Regions from separate parts of the Mus musculus genome. Here region 1 is linked to region 2. Evidence: chromatin contacts called from public HiChIP or PLAC-seq data. All regions are on one chromosome and are shown on one strand. Each heading gives the region's core, a stretch centred on a gene start, on an enhancer-like site or on the middle of the called end of the contact. The rest is flanking DNA. Distances are from core to core; before and after follow the strand shown.

What was found. HiChIP or PLAC-seq counts read pairs in DNA pulled down with a chosen protein or histone mark.
Region 1: an H3K4me3 HiChIP or PLAC-seq map of bone marrow-derived macrophages shows a contact between it and region 2, with 2.3 times the contacts expected there. The contact joins the promoter of Ppp1r35 here to the enhancer-like site in region 2. A contact is called at or near these places in 3 of 39 promoter capture datasets (the HPC-7 cell line, neutrophils and pre-B cells), 6 of 484 Hi-C or Micro-C datasets (bone marrow-derived macrophages, embryonic stem cells, morula and 1 more), 9 of 115 datasets of contacts at active chromatin or transcription factors (the SCID.adh cell line, bone marrow-derived macrophages, double positive thymocytes and 5 more) and 3 of 9 other capture datasets (adipose tissue, liver and pancreatic islet).

What each region holds. Positions count from the first base shown.
Region 1 is chr5:137,775,625-137,780,834 of GRCm38.p6, reverse strand. It overlaps Ppp1r35 (protein phosphatase 1, regulatory subunit 35), which reads right to left and starts at 1,931. Exons shown (of 4, transcript NM_027242.5): 1 at 1,614-1,931; 2 at 1,290-1,533; 3 at 1,073-1,209; 4 at 728-981. The coding sequence starts at 1,841. The coding sequence ends at 808.
Region 2 is chr5:137,704,689-137,710,230 of GRCm38.p6, reverse strand. No RefSeq gene overlaps it. Among named protein-coding and RNA genes, the nearest start is that of Gm15498, 17 kb to the right of the region's middle. Within about 2 kb of position 3,135, at least 148 of the 459 cell types and tissues checked have an H3K27ac peak or open chromatin away from gene starts, as enhancers often do. A contact at or near this core is called in the HPC-7 cell line, the SCID.adh cell line, bone marrow-derived macrophages and 9 more, where this site is marked.

The DNA.
Region 1 (5,210 bases), core at 682-3,181, 72 kb before region 2:
TTTGAAGCAATCATTAAGTGTTAAAACCCACATTTGGGGTAAGTACTTTTTACTCAGAAGTATTTGAATAGCCAGGTATAGTGGTACATGCCTTTAGTCCCAGCACTCAGAAAGCAGAGACAGGCAAGTCTCCTGAGTTTAAGATCAGCTCGGACTACATAATGAGTTCCAAGACAACCAGAGCTATGTAGAGAGACAAATAATAGTTTGTACAACTAGAGCAGTATGTGTGCAGTGTTGTTTTGACACAGTTACTTGGTAACTTAGGTTGGCCTGGAATTCCTGATTCTGTCTCTACCTCAAGTGTTCATCACACCCAGCCAAAGTGGAATTTAAAACACTTTGACTACTGTTTGACTACACACTTGCACACTCAACTCTGGGGATTGAACCTAGGGCTTTGTACATGCTTTCCCCAGGTACTACCACTCATCTGAACCTACCCTGCCTGAAACCGTATCAAAATAATTTGTGTAACTCAGACTGTCCTTGGACATAGAATCCTTCTGCCTCAGCCTCCCAAGTGCTGGGACATTCTTGGAGCCTCGGTGTCAGGCTAAGGCTCAAGTTCTAATAACTAAAGCTGGGGATTTAAATGGAGAGGAAGGTCTGACCCCACACTTGGGACAGTGCTTTCCACTTGCCATGGGGGTCGGGGCAGGAAAAGGGTAGAAGACCCTGAAGCAGTTTAATCCTATCTAAACTCCCAAGAACAGTTCGGTAATTTAGGGGGGGAAACATTTTATTCTATTATAAAAAAAAAAAAAACTAACAAAATTACAGACTAGCATTCCAGAGTTATGAGGGCTACGCTTCCCAGCGCCTCAGCATCCGATGCATGAGAAAGGTATCTTCTGAAGGGCGGGGCCGGGCTTGAAGCCTTAGTGGGGGCAGCCCATCCACTGTCAAGTGCGGAGATTCGGACCACAGAGAATCTGGGTTGCACAGCATGGTCATGTCTGGGCCCGGCCCGAGCACCTCCTATGGGAAGGTGAAGCAGGTTACACTCGAGGTGGAGGAAGAGAGCCCAGGGGGTAGAGGGATGTCCAGGTCCCTGCATCCCTTCCTTCACCTTCAGGGGCGGGGCTCGGGGCTGCGGTGGCAGCATCGCCAGCTTCTCCCTCAGCGCCGCGTTCAGTACCTGCTCCTCGGGCACCTGCAGACTCACCAGGTCTCGGTAGAGTCGCTTAGAGCGCGGCACGTTCAACCCTGCGAGCGCAGGGAAGGCGGGACTGAGGATCGCCCTTCACCCAGACCACCGCGCCCGGCCGGCCGCCTGCCCCCCTCACCCTCCGCCACGGTCTCCTCCAGGGCACAGCGGGTCCGGAACGACTTTCTCAGCTGCTCCTCTACCGCCTTGGAGGCATCAAACTGGCCGCTGGCGACAGCGGCGCGCGCGTTCTGCAGCTCCAGACTCAAAGCCAGGCTGCTCTGCAGGGCCGGTGCCTCCAGCTCATGATCGTCGCCCGGTGCACCGGCCACCAGCAGCGGCTCGGACCGCACCGGGGAGGGCGGCGCCAGTTGAAAACGAACCTGGGAGTGGAGGGCGGAACCGTGAGCTGCAGATCCCGGGGCGCTCGGCGGGCGGGGGGCCGGGCCTTCACGCCGCTCACCTGCCGCCCCCTCCGGCTACCGCCCCGCCGCCCCTTCCGCTGACCCGGGCTGCTCTTCCGCGCCTTCGGACTTTCGGGCAGCGGGCTCGGGCTAAGGCTCAAGTCCAAGCCCGGCTCGGGCTCTGGGGCTCGGGGTTCCGGGGCTCGCGGCTCCGGGGGTGGCCCCGGGACCTCCAGGGCCTCTTCGCCTTCAATGGACTCTAACGCAGACGCCCCGAAGCCCATCATCTTGTTCTAAAGGCTCGGGGTTTCAGGACGCGGGGTCTCCTCTTTTCTCCCACCCTCCGGGGCTACCACTACCGGAAACCGTTAGCCCTTACCCACCGGAGTAAGACACGCCCGCCGCGCCACTCCATTGGCGCTCCTGGACGTCATTCCCACCGCTCCGCCCTCCAGCTTCCGGACGCACTTCCGCCCTCACACGCTAACTTCGCCTTTAAGGCGGGGCGTTAGAGCGACGGTGCCCTAGGTACTCTACGGATTCCTATCTAGACTACTTTTCCTTAGGGAACGGGGGTGTGGCGTCTTTGCCTGTCAGACTCTAATGCTCATTTGTTCTGGGATTAAAGCGTTAGTCCTCTTTCACTGTAACAATATCCTCGCTGCTCTCGCATCTAGAGGTCCCGAGTGGCGCCCCCACCCCCCTTCCTGAAGGTTTTGGTCATTTTTGAACGCCGATCAAATCTTCCCTGTACGTGGAAGCAGATTCGTTGCAAAATCCCTGGATTCTGATATTTGCATAAGGAAGTACTAAGGGAATTGACGGAATATTGCCTTAATTTTAAATCCATATCCTGGGGGTTGGTTCAGAGGGTAAAGGCGATTGCCATCAAGACTGACAATTCCAGGGTCACACGTGGTGGAAGGAGAGAACTGACTCCTTTCTGTTGTCCTCTGATGCACACTTAGACTAAGGAAAATCCACATCCTAGTCTCTCAGTCCACCAAACCACACCACCACATACACACAACACACAGAGACATTTTTAAAAAGCAATGACGGCTTAGGAGTTAGAAGCAGCTGGGCCGTGGTGGCACACGCCTTTAATCCCAGCACTTGGGAGGCAGAGGCAGGCGGATTTCTGAGTTCGAAGCCAGCCTGGTCTACGGAGTGAGTTCCAGGACAGTCAGGGCTACACAGAGAAACCCTGTCTTGAAAAGCAAAAACAAAGGAAAGGAACGAATAAGAAAGAATCTGAGTTTGGATCCCCTGCGTCTGCATCTGTGTAAAACCCAATAACCCCCGGGGCTCAATGGCCAGCCAACCTAGCCAAAACATGGAGCTCCAGGCTCACATCGAGTCCCTGCCTTAACAAATAAGGTGGGCAGTGATAGAGGAAGACACCTTGATGTTCATTTCTGGCCTCTACACACACACACATAAATGGGGAGACTGCACCTACACACACAGATGTGCAGCATTCATTTAGCACATACGCATTAAAAGAAAGCCGGCAGCTAATGCTGATGGTTGTGAAGGCAGGTGACCAGTACTCGGAGTCTGCATTTGGATAAGCCTGTAACTCCTGTGACTAAGAGGGTTTCTCCTTATAATGCAAAACACAGCTGGAACCTTAAAGGTAATAAGATCATTTCTGGTGAAACCAAAAGGAGAGCGACTATAGTCCAGAAACAAATTCAGATCTCCCCAAATACCACACCCAAATATGGTAATGGGGTCATAAAGTTCTTACATGAACAAGGAACACAGACAATCATAAATCAAGGTTATCTCTCAAACACCCAGCTGGGAACATCAGGTCGGAGCAGAGAGGCCACGTCTGCTACAGACCTCGGAGGAGTCAGCCTTTGGGCTGGGGAAGCTGTTTGTACTTTTCAAAAAGACTTACCTGGTAGTTTCAAGGATGTTAGGTCAAATACAAGACCTGGGCAATGAATGGTGTGTGTGTGTGTATGTGTGTGTGTGTGTGTGTGTGTGTGTGTGTGTGTGTGTGGATGTGCGTAATGAATTTCACTTTCCACTTTTTTTTGGGGGGGGAGGGGGTCCAGACAGGGTTTTTCTGTGTAGCCCTGGCTGTCCTGGAACTCATTTTGTAGACCAGGCTGGCCTTGAATTTACAAATCTGCCTGCCTCTGCCTCCCAAGTTCTGGAATTAAAGGTGTGTGCCATCACTGCCTGACCCACTTTAAAAAAAAAAAAAGTGTGGGCTGGAGAAATGGCTCAGCGATTAAGAGCACTGACTGCTCTTCCAGAGGTCCTGAGTTCAATTTCCAGCAACCACATGGTGGCTCACAACCATCTGTAATGGGAACCTGAATTTGTTCCCTGGGAACCACACAGTGGAAGAAAACCAGCTCCAGCAAGCTGTCCTCCGACTGACACACAGGTTATAGCATGAGCTAGTCCACACCCACATCTAAAAATAAAGGTTACAATTTCAAGTGGGCGGGGACTGTGCTGTAGCTCAGGGGTGGGTTTGTACTGGGTCCTAGCTTTGTCTTCCTGCCCTCCTAGTTCCTGGCACTCAGAATTCTCTCTCCTCCCCTGTATGTCCTTTACAACATCCTGCCAGGTTCCCCTTTTATTGTTTTGGCAGCTGATGAATGGGGTGTCAAGGATTCTGGCAAAAGGCCCTGATGTTTGGGGAAAGAGGTGTTTCCAAGATGCAGTTCTCTGTCTGTCCAGACTGCAGCCCCAACCACCTGGTCTTGCACACATCGCTTCCAAGCCAGCTCTGGCTCCACCCCCAGCCCCAGCTTTGTGCAATGAGGAAAGAAGGTAGGACTGGAAATGTGGCCCCAGGGAGGTTAGAACCCCGTAAGGCGTACTCTGAGCTGCTTATCCACACCTGCCATCTGTGGAATTGTAGAAATGGGCGCCTCAGAGAGATGCCCGGGGAAGGCAGGATGTGATCATGCGTGTAACCCCAGCCAGGGAGATCACAAGTTCACAGCTAGCCTTGGCTGTAAGAGAGACTCTGTCAGAGGGTGCCTAGCATGCATGAGACTCTGGGTTCCATCTCCAGCACTTCATAAAACCAGTTGTGGTGGTGTACACCTGTAATCTCAGTACCCCAGAGATGGAGGCAGTAGACTTAGTAGTTCACAGTAATTGCTTTGTACATAGGATGTTGGGGGCCAACCTGGATCCATGAGAGCTTTTGTTTAAAAGAAAATAGCTGGGCAGTGGTGGTGCTGCACACCTTTAGTCCCAGCACTTGGGATGCAGAGGCAGTTGGATCTCTGAGTTCAAGGCCTGCCTAATCTAATCTACTTTACTTTTTTATTTTGTGTGTATGCTTGTGTGCCTGAGTGCATATATGTGCACCACATGCCTGCAGGTGCCCTTCAAAGACAGAGAGAGAGAGACTATCGGATTCCCTGGGACCAGAGTTGCAGGCAGTAAGCTGCCTGATGTGGGTGCTGGAAAGCGAACCTGGGTCCTCTGCAAGAGGAGTGTATTAGTAGTGAACAGATGCCATAACCAAAGCAACTCTCATAAAGGCCAACATTTCATTGGGGCTGGCTTACTGGGTCAGAGGTTCAGTCCAGTATCATCTAGGCAGGAACATGGCAGCATCCAGGCAGGCATGGTGCTGGAGAAGCTGAGAGTTCTACATCTTCATCTGAAGGCTG
Region 2 (5,542 bases), core at 1,886-4,385:
CCACATGGCATCTATAATTCTACTCCAGGAGGATCTGACACGCTCACATGTGCATAGTCATACATACACACATGTACATATGCACATATGTACATGCCCATACATACCCACACATACATAATAAAAAATAAAGTTTTAAAAATATTTTATTTATTTATTTATTTATTTATTTATTTATTTGCTTGTATGTCGGGAGACTTGTGTGTGTCACTGGGCACACTGGTGTCATGGCACCTATGTTCCATGTTTTATTGTTATATGGTTTCATTATGACCCATTGTAGTGTGTGTGTGTGTGTGTGCGCGCGCGCACGTGTGTCCTCTTCATCCAGAAACATTGGCTATTCTAGGCCGCCCATCTTCTACAGTTATGTCTCTGATAATTTTTCACCTTATAGTTTTATCTTTATGAAGTTTTTGTTGTATTTAGTTTTGGGATCAGGTCACATGTAGCCCAGGATTGTTTTGAAACTGCTATACAGTCAGGAATAACCGTTAGTTCCTTTTCCTCCTGCCTCCTCCTCCTCCTCCCTCGTAGGAGAATTACAGAAGAGCATCTCTAAGCCCGGCTTGTTCTTCTGGGGATTGGACCCACAGAACCACATAGTCTAGACATGTGTTCTGCCCACTGAGCATGGCCCTAGAGCCCCACTTCCTGGTTTTCTTTTCGCTCTTTCTTTTGGATTGTTTTAAACAGTCTCCTGTAGTCTAGGCTAGCCTGGAATTCATTACATACTCAAACATGACTTTAAACTCCTGGTCCCCTTGTTCTCAATGCCTACATTTTTGGGTTACAGATGTGCAACATAAATGTTCTATTTATTCATTTGTTTATTTTATTTTTTGAGACATTCTCATTTTATAACTCAGGACAATTTGGGGCTCATTCTATAGCTGATGTAGGCTCAAACTTAGGTGCTCCAGTGTCTTGCTAGTGAATTAAAACTTAAAAAAAAAAAAAAAAAAAGAGGCCAGGTGTGGTGGCGCACGCCTTTAATCCCAGCATTCAGGAGGCAGAGGCAGACAGATTTCTGAGTTCGAGGCCAGCCTGGTTTACAGAGTGAGTTCCAGGACAGCCAAGGCTACACAGAGAAACCCTGTCTCGGAAAAAGAAAGAGAGAGAGAGAGAGAGAGAGAGAGAGAGAGAGAGAGAGAGAGAGAGAGAGAGAGAGAGAAAGGAAAGGAAAGGAAAGGGGAAAGGAAAAAGGAAAAAGGAAAAAGGAAAAAAGAAGAAAAGACCTATCTCAAAACTCAGCCCTGGCTGTCCTGGAATTCACTATGTAGCACAGGGTGGCCTTGAACTCACAGAGACCCATTTGCCACTGCCTCATGAGTGCTGGATTTAAAAATCGTACTCGACCACACCCAGCTCTGTTCTACTGTTTAAGAGACTTTCTTTTCATCTTTATTTCCTAGCCCTTGAGCCAGGGTCTCTCACAGAGCCTACAGCTCAGCTGGCTGCCAGAAGCCCCCCCCCCCCCCCCCCCCGCAGTTCTCCTGTCTGTCCCTCACGAGGAGGAAGTCGTAGGCTCACTCACCTGGTTTTGACATGGATCCTGGTGATGCAGAATCAGCTCATGCGTGTGCAGCAAGCATCCTTACCCACCGAGCCATTGCTTGGCCCCTTGACTCTTTCATCACTGCTAATCTTCCCGAAGTTCTTGATTCTGGCTTCAGGGAGCAAGAATCTATTCTTACCTAATCCAGCAAGCAACAATGTTACTGTTTCAAAAGAGTTTCGTCTGGTTTCGCTCCTGCTTCCTCCAACTCACATTTGTCTTTGTTGTTTTGGTTCCTGTCTGATTTGGGGGGAAACAAATCATCCAAAAGCTGATTTGACCTTCAGTTCTCTGTTTATCTATCAATACCCTTGCAGCAGGTACTTCTTCCAGAGAGGACACCATCAATCACAGATGGGGCGTGGAGGAAGATGATGTGGGAATCCTGGCTCCTAGAATTTAAAGTCAGTGGGTTGGTTCAAGGAGAGGACTACTGAAGGTCTCCCTCGCTATGGTAAATCCCCTTGGCCTTAGCTGCCTTATGTTCTCTGGGGTGGAGTCAGCTTCGTTTAACCTCTCCAGAAGACCGACCATCCTTGGGCATTGGTAGGAACTTAGTCACCTTGTTTCGCACCTCGTTCTCGGTAGGAGACTGTTTCTCATACCCTTCCATGTTGAGGACGGAACTCATGGATTTGTGCATGTTAGGCAAGGGGCTTCACCATTGAGCCATGCCCCCAACCCCTCACTAGGGGATTCTAGGCAGGGGCTCTACCACTAAGCCACGCCCCCCAGCCCCTCCCTGGGGGATTCTAGGCAGGGACTCTATCACTAAGCCACGCCCCCAGCCCCTCACTGGGGGATTCTAGGCAGGGGCTCTACCACTGAGCCACACCTCCAGCCCCTCACTGGGGGATTCTAGGCAGGGGCTCTACCACTGAGCCACGCCCCCAGCCCCTCACTGGGGGATTCTAGGCAGGGGCTCTACCACTGAGCCACGCCCCCAGCCCCTCACTGGGGGATTCTAGGCAGGGGCTCTACCACTGAGCCACGCCCCCAGCCCCTCACTGGGGGACTCTAGGCAAGTGTGTTACCAAGTACCTACATTTCCAAACCCCTCACCGGGAGATTCTAGGCCAAGGTTCAAGCCCAGAGCCACACCCCTAGGCCCTTGCTGATGGCTTCTGTTTTGCTGTGCTGCACCGCCCCTTTCCTCCCCCTTCCTCCCCCTTCCTCCCCCTTCCTCCCCTTCCTCCCCCTTCCTCCCCCTTCCTCCCCCTTCCTCCCACTTCCTCCCCCAACACCCCAAGTGCCCACTGCTTTGACTATAGAATCCCTCAGTGAGGGGCTGGAGGCGTGGATGTGACTAAGCAGTAGAGTCATTGCCTAGCATACAAAAGTTCCTAGCAACACAGAGAGAGAGGGAGAGAGAGGGGGGAGAGGGTACTTAAGCTAAGTACCTATTCTTTGTGTACCTTCAGCGCTGAGTGTACCGCTCTCATTGCTTCTCTTATCTTTGCTGCGCTACAAATTACCTTGAAGCTTAGTGTTTTAAAATGACAGCTCTCCTTTACTGTCTCATGGTTCTGTGGGCTGGCAACGCAGGGCATGACGGGATTGACTTGGCTCAGCTCCAAGGTGGCGTCTGGGGCCTCAGATGGAAGTCCTGAGGCTAGAGAGTTGAAGTCACCTGTGAGCTTGACTGATGCTGGCTGTTCCGCGATGACTCACTCGCTCACCTGGCAAGCAGGTTAGGACTGGATTGTTGGCAGCCTGCCTCTCTTCCTCCTGTGTGGCCCTCTCCCCAGGCTGTCTGAAAAGTTCCAATGATGTGGCAGCTGACTTTCCCCAGAATGGATGATCCAAGACAATGTAGTGGAAGTACCCATCTATCCCCATCCCTGTGTGTGTGTTTGTGTGTGTGTGTAAGCTGGAGTTCAATGATAGGCATCTTTCTTAACAGCTTTCCACCTTATTTATCTATTTTTATTTTAAAAGCTTGTTGGCACGTATGTAAGTGTGCCGTGTATGTGCAGTGCCCAGGGAGATCAGGAGAGAGCATCAGATCCCTGAAACTGGAGTTGTGTGCAGCCACAGGGCTCCAAACCCAGGTCTTCTGCAAGAGCAGCAAGTGCTCCTGACGACTGCTGAGCCATCTCTCCAGCCTCCCATCAGGTGCCACCACTGCCAGCTCATATTTATTTTATGTATGTATTCTTCAGTAACTTCATACATAAATATGATGGATTTCGATTGTATCCACCTGCCATGTCCCCCTCCAACTCTTTCTGGATCCCTCACTCTCCAGACCTCACAGCTGCTGCTGCTGCTGCTAAAAAATCGCCGAGTTCTCTGTTAAGGGTAGGTCCTACTGAACCCTTCGCCTTCCCCTTGGTTTTTGAGACAGCCTGTGCCAGACCCTCTTGCTTGCCGAGTGTGATGTTCACGGGGTCCACACTCACCCCTGAGACAATCGGCTTCACACCAGGGAGGAATTGTCTAGCTAAGGTTAGCCTCTGGGCACGTCCGTGGGGATTATCTCCATTCAGTTAATTGAGCTGAAAAAAGGCCTCCCATTGTGGGTATCACCCTTCCTTGGGCAGGCATCTTGGACTGTATAAAAGGAAGAAAGCGGGGAGAGGTTCCCAACCTTCCTAGTGCTGCGACCCTCATTGCTGTGGTGACCCCCCCCCACACACACACACAACCAAAGAATTATTTTGTTGAAACTTCATCACTGTAATTTTGCTAATGTTACAAATAGTAACGTAACTACCTAATATGTAGCATATCTCCTATGGGACCCGGAAGACCACTGGCTTAATGGCTAAAGGTGCTTATCGCCGAGTTGGAAGAACCTGTCTTTGATCCCACCTGCAGGTCTTTAATTCCATCACTTGGGAGGCAGAGATCTCTGTGACCTCGAGGCCAGCCTGGTCTACAGAGCGAGTTGCAGATCAGCCAGAGCTGCCCAGAGAAACCCTGTCTTGAGAAAAACAAAAATAAAAGAGCGAGTGGACCCCTGCAAGTGTCCTCTGACCTTCACTTGGGCACTCTCTGCATACAAAGTAAACTCACTAAACAACTGTAATTAAGCAATATTTTTTATTGGAGCCGTTGAGCTGAGCACAGTACTCCTTGCTGCCTTCCTCCTAACTGGGGCTGTATTGAGCCCAGCTGCCTTCCTCCTAACTGGGGCTGTATTGAGCCCAGCTGCCCCAAGCTTCTGCTGCCTTGGCTCCCAGCAGCAATGGATGTACCGCAAACTATAGCCCGCATTAACCCTGAGGTGCCCTTGTTAGAGTGCCCCGTCACAGCACCAAGAAAAGAAACCGAGACACTCAGACACTCAAACACTCGGCAGGCACAGCAAGAGTGAGAGGAACTCTCCAGTGCCTAGAACCACTTCCTTTATGACCTAACCTCTGAGAATGCACACTAACTGTCAGTTGCATTTACACACTGTTGAATTGAGCCCTAATTCTTTTTTTTCTTTTTTTAAGATTTTGTTTATTTTATTTATATGAGCATACTGTAGCTGATTTCAGACACACCAGAAGAGGACATCAGATCCCATTATAGATGGTTATAATCCACTATATGGTTGTTGGGAATTGAACTCAGGACCTCTGGAAGAGCAGTCTTAACCATTGAACCATTTCTCCAGCCCCCGAGTCTCTAATTCTAAGACAAATTTGAGAACTGGTAAATTAAACTCTACCTTATGGGCTGGGGAGATAGCTAGTGGGGTGCCTGCCTTGTATGCAAGAGACTTTGGGTTCCTTTCCTAGTGCCATATAAACGGGGTGTGGTCATTTATGATCCCAGCACTTGATAGGTGGAGGTAGGATGGCCAGGAATTCCAAATTATCCTTGATTATGTAGGAAGTTTAAGACTAGCCTGGATTTAAGTGAGATCCTATCTCAAAAAACAAAACAGAAAAACTCTTAGGTTTTTGGATGGAGGCATATTGATGCTTTGTGAACACATTTGAAGATTACCATGCCATTAGCATGACATCATGCTGAGTTACATGTGTTCCT